2 separate regions of the Mus musculus genome follow, and region 1 is linked to region 2. Evidence: chromatin contacts called from public HiCAR-type data. All regions are on one chromosome and are shown on one strand. The core of a region is the stretch at or near the end of the contact, and the rest is flanking DNA. Distances in the headings are between cores, read along the strand shown.

Region 1 (2,700 bases), core at 89-2,588, 870 kb before region 2:
TACTTCAAGTCTTTCTTCCCTGGTCTGCCTTGGCAGGGCAGTAGTAACATCTGTTGAAAAGAAGCCGGCACATTTTGCCAGGGGAGAAACCTGCTTCCTATTGTTACCTATTCCTATTGTTCAGAGCACTAAAAGAAAACAAAACAAACAAAACAAAACAATAACCAAACCAAACAAAAAAAACCATACAGGCACTATATACTAGAGATGCAGCAATCAAATTACCCTCCACACCACCCCTTTGTAAAGTATCGCAGAACCAAAGACACTGTGTCAAAGTCCTGACACCTCTACCTCTGGAAGTCCCAAACGCATGTGAGCCCCTCCCCTAGGGACTATCCTTTCCCAGAGATCACATTCCCACAAAGGCCCTACACAACCCCCAATCTGCACCTCCTTCATCTGTGTCAAGTACACAGGATGCCAATTCTCAAAACAATTTGAAACCAGAAGATGGTAAAACATCAGATATTAGGGGAAAAATAACAAAATGAAAGTCTGTCTTCAAAACTGGAAATGCTGGAGGAAAAAAAATTTTTTTTCTGCAATGAAGCGGAACGACTGTGGTTAACAATCAACCAAAACCTTTAGCCAGGAGTGTAGAAAACTAATCTTGAGTTCTGAGGATTTACAAAAGGATCCGTGCAGTATGATCTTGGTGGATGCGCCCAGACAAACCCAGGGACTTGACTGTTTTCTCTCCTCTTTCACAACGCCCATCGCAAGAGGAAGAGTTGCCGCGGTGCCGACACGCCCCAGCCGCTCAGACCCTTACTCACTGGTGCCTGCCGCTCCTCTCGGTACCCGAGCTCCTCACTCCAGTCCAGGAAGAGGAAAGCGTTCTCCTTGGTCCGCCTCCCTGACGGGACCCGCCCAGCGGGCGCACACCTGACCCAGGTAAGGGAATAGGTGTATGCCCTGTTTTTGCCAAAGCGATCACTGGTCCTATACCCTTGCTCAGAACGTAGCTCATCTGCGTCCACCCGCCTCATTCCTTTGAAGCCTTGTAAATCACCCCCTCTTCTTAATCGGGGAAACCCACTGCTAAGTACCGTGGCCCGGCCTGGGGTCGGTGGTCCAAAGGGGTAACTTAGCTTGGAAGGGCGGGTAGCTCCGATCGGAGGAGCCACCCTAGGAGGCTCTGCAAGCCGCTATCCTTGAGTTCATTGGCTGCCCTGGCACATCCTAATCCTCCCTGCTCAACACCGTGCCACCCAAGCTGCTCTGGGGGTCGCCCCGCGTTCACCCCGCCCTCACTCCTTAGACGTGCGACCTGGGCAGAGCTCAGAGTGAACGCTAGCCCGGGCTGCCAACCCGAACGCCTAAGCCCCGCCCTCTAGGCGACTTCTGGCCCCGCCTCTGGCCGCGTACGAACGTGGGGCGGCGGACTGCGCATGTCCACGGTCAGAACCCTGGCAGTGCGCATGCGCCTCGTCCCGACGCGGTTTCTGGGCGCCAGGGTCTGCACCGAAACATGGCAGAGGTTGGGTCCAAGTCAGTGCTGTTCGTGTGTCTCGGTAAGGACTCGCCGACTTAAGGGTCTTTTTCTTTGGGACCCTGAAGTGCTCTCCCTGTTAGGCTTCCGAACAAGAGCGCTGGGCGGAGGAAGCAGATCAGAAGGCCTTGGCTGGGCCCGCGTCTGAGCACATACTCGTTTGTCTGCCTTTTTCATATGCATCCCCCATCATCTGGTACTCCTCTGAGCCCGAGATCTGTGTAATTTTTGTCCCAGATTATGCCCTTCCAAAGCCCATGTCACCCTTCCGAGTGCCCTTCAACCACAAATCTTTGTGCGAGTTCTCTCTCTCAAGCCCGTAGACCCCTCTCACTTGCTCCTCCTCTTTTAAGTCTGAGAGTCGCCCATCATCTGCTTTGGCAGTTACTTCCAAATCTCTGTGCTGAAAAATATCCAACCAAAACAACTTTAGGGAGAACAGATTTGTTTTGACTCAGTTTCAGAGGTTCAGGCCCCTTTTGAATGGTTGTAGATTCTGGGCTTGTGGTGAGGCAAGGCATCATGGTCCTTCAAGGTGGCCAGAGCATGAGTCAGGGACTATTTGCTCCTGTGGACGGGAATCACAGAAGGGGAGAGTAGAGAGCAAGACAAGCGTTAGCCCCAAGAGCACGCATCGGGATGTATTTTCTTCTGCTCAGCCACACTTGTATCTTTCATTACCTCCAGTCATTTCCTCATATTTTGAATCTACTGGGTTAAACCATTGACTAGGTCAGTGCCCTTATGATCACATCCTCGGGGGATAAGCCATCACCGACGTCCTGAGAGTTGTCTTTTTCTAATCAGTTAAGGTCTCGATGACGATTAATCATCATCCCTGTTATTCCCTCATGCTCTTGTCCGTCACCTAACTTGCTTTTCTTCCTTTGAACCCTCTCACCTGCTAACTGGCCCAGGTGGCTTCATATCTGTAGTGTGACTCTCTAAGCTGGCCCCTTCTATTAGAACAGCTGGAGTTCTTGCCGGAAACCCCCACCCCCACCCCTGTTCCCCATTGTGCCAACGTGAGCCTAGGTTACAGGAAGACCATTCTGTGACAGGTTTGTTTGATGTCATCCTTGGGTCACAGTTGCTATGGTTCTCAGCCAGTCTCTTTTCTTTAGGTCTCTCTGAAACCTTGGTTTTCAGTCCCTAGGACAATTACTCATGCCATGTGAAAAACAGTTTGTTTTTAAATGAATAAT
Region 2 (2,700 bases), core at 27-2,526:
AACATTGGAAAAGTGTTTCTCTTCTGGAACTCTGGCCCTTGCTTTACAGAGCTTCCAGCAGCTCTTGACTTCAGCAGACCTCTGGTGGTCTGGGCATGGCCACTCCCACTAGTAGGAGCCTGAATGTCAACAGAAAGAGTGCCAGGCTGGTACAGCTGTGCAATAACAGCAAGTCTAGTGGAGAAAACCATGAGGCTGCCAGCCTGAGTGTCCTTGGTGGGTGAGCTCCGCACAGCCCAGAGCTGTGTCTAAGAAGCTATTAGCATTCAGTTATGGCCATGGGAGCTTTCCTCATAAATCGAGGTTCACCAGCACACCACCAGGAACCACATTCCAAACCTTCAAGTAAACAACACACCTCACATTTGAGTCAATATGAACATGGCTTTTCGAGTTTCTTCTGCTAACCGCGGAATGGATTAGCACAGTCCTCCCAGGACCAGGCTTTCCACTGAGGTGTTTGTGGAGAGGCCAAGTAGCTGAGTAGCTATCAGGAGGACAGTCCATCTGCAGAGCAGCAGGACAGACAGCTCATCATGCCATTTCTCCTCCCCATCTCCCAGGGTCTCCACCATGCCAAGCTCCATAGGAAAGCTATGCTTCAGGGACAGGCAGAGGGGTCCCTGGACATCAAAACATGTAGAGAATGACCATAAAGGAAAACCCCATGATGAGAAACACTCTCCTCTAGGCAAACCATTACCGTCTTCAAGGTTTGGTGCAGAACGCAGCCCAGAGCTGTTCACTTCAGTTGAACCTAAACTTTAAAGTGTCTCTTTTGACATTTCAAGGAGGTATCAGTTTTAGGAAGACACCATCCCAGGCCTTGTCCCTGCAGAGACATGGAACAAGGCCAACCCTCCCTGGCCCCAGATCCTGCCTACTGGGCAAATAAAGCTCCAGGTTACTACAGGAAGCCAAGAATACAGACTCCCCTGGAAAGTAAAGGCAGGCCACTGGCATGTGTGAGCGCCTTTTCTGCCTCCCTGCCTTAGTTGGGCCAGGCATTTCACTAAGCGCCTCACTTAACTCCACCAGGATATTCTGAAAGGATGCTAGGTCCTCCCAAATTAGCTGGGAGCCTCATTAATACCCAGCCTCCATGCTTACCACCCCATTGTTCAGGGGTACCCACTTCATCTGTGGGACAGCTGTGACCACAGTGTCTCAGCCTTCTTTGGCACCTCTCCCTGGAAAGTACCACAGCAGAGACTTTGGCCCTCTAGTCCCACATGGCTCACAGGGGCTTGGAGAGAAAAACAAAAGTCTTTTGTTGGAAATAGGCTTTGAGAGAGCAGGGGCCTCCCTGGCTCTTTGCTCTGGCTGCCCTGCCAGGCCACCCTAAGCTGCCTAGCTACACATTTCCCACGCTTCGTGGCCTTTGTGGACACTGTACTGAGAAGGCGGGTGTTGAGGTTATCCCAAATCAATGAGTCATTCTCTAAAGATGCATTTTCTGTCCAAAGAGGACTCCCCCGTGTACCCCCATGCACTGTATACAAGCACAGAGAGACACATACTCATGTGCATGTACACATACACACACACACACACACACACACACACAAATGCACACACACTGGACTAATAAAGACTGCATTTCTCTGCCCTCAGGTCAAGGCTAGGTCACTGTGCACAGGGAGTTTCTCACAGGAATGTCCATTTCTACACAGCAGGAGGATCAAGTCTAACTCTAGGTCCAAGCAAGATCTCATTTCCCAAGAGACAATCTGGTTTCTTCCCAAGCCACAGAGGCTCCAGCTGGTTATAGGATGAATCAGGGACCATGTTCTCCCTGGCATCCATGAGTCCCTGGGACATGCATTCTGTCATCAACCTGGCTGATAGTCACTGAAGTCCCTGAACTGTTCCTTTGTGGCCAGAGACACTTGGGTATACCCACATGGAAATCTAGATCACCTTGTTCATACCCAAAGATACAGGTAGGGAAACTGAGGAAAGCAAAGTCTATTATCCTTGTCTAATTCTTCCTGTGAACAGCAGAGAAAGACTGCAGACCCCAGCTGGAGCTGGCTGTCAGCATGTGAGGCCAGCTGGTACAAATGATGCTAAGCCAGGGAGACAATAGGCCAACAGGGAGGCTAAGGCAGGGAAGCATGACTGGGTCATGGTGGGTAGTGGGGTAAGGAGGGTAGCTGGGACCAGAGGCTGGGCTGGTGAGCAGCTGGGCAAAGTTGCCTGAGCTCTGCTCTAGGTAAAGCACTCTTCTCTTGCTCCAGGTACAGACAAGCAAACTCAGTCTGTGGCTGGCATCCTCTACTCCAGCCTTGTACATCTTTAAGGTCTGTAGTGTGCCCTGAATGCATAAGTTGGGATCTCAGACCCAGCACCCAAGAGTGTAACTGTCCTTGGAAGTAGGAGTTTATAGTGGTGATTATGTTGAAAGGAAGTCACTCTGGTATCCAGGCAACTGGGGTCCTTACAGAGAGGTCAGGACACAGAAAAATACAGAGGGACCATCACGTGAAAACACTGGAAAAGATGCCCTTCACAGGCCAGTGAGGGAGTCTCAGGAGACAGGAAGCTGCCAGCATCTTCATCTCTAACTTTGGCCTTCAATGGTGAGAAAACATCTGTGTTGTTTGAGCTGCCTGTCTGTGTTGCTTGGTTATGACAGCTTGCTTTGAGTTGGATGGAATTTGTGTGGGTCTCTCAAGTCTTCCTGTGTTGAAACTAATC

What was found. HiCAR-type assays count read pairs that join an accessible place to other places.
Region 1: a contact with region 2 is called in a HiCAR-type map of astrocytes, with 3 times the contacts expected there. The contact joins the promoter of Sh3yl1 here to the enhancer-like site in region 2. A contact is called at or near these places in 5 of 39 promoter capture datasets (embryonic stem cells, hippocampal neurons, liver and 1 more), 2 of 484 Hi-C or Micro-C datasets (cerebellar granule neurons and uterus), 9 of 115 datasets of contacts at active chromatin or transcription factors (astrocytes, craniofacial prominence, embryonic forebrain and 4 more) and 1 of 9 other capture datasets (embryonic stem cells).

The regions. Positions count from the first base shown.
Region 1 is chr12:30,910,307-30,913,006 of GRCm38.p6, reverse strand. It overlaps Sh3yl1 (Sh3 domain YSC-like 1), which reads right to left and starts at 1,338. Exons shown (of 10, transcript NM_013709.5): 1 at 780-1,338. The coding sequence starts at 780. It overlaps Acp1 (acid phosphatase 1, soluble), which reads left to right and starts at 1,395. Exons shown (of 6, transcript NM_021330.4): 1 at 1,395-1,517. The coding sequence starts at 1,475.
Region 2 is chr12:30,035,442-30,038,141 of GRCm38.p6, reverse strand. No RefSeq gene overlaps it. Among named protein-coding and RNA genes, the nearest start is that of Gm15691, 23 kb to the left of the region's middle. Within about 2 kb of position 1,276, at least 68 of the 459 cell types and tissues checked have an H3K27ac peak or open chromatin away from gene starts, as enhancers often do. A contact at or near this core is called in astrocytes and embryonic forebrain, where this site is marked.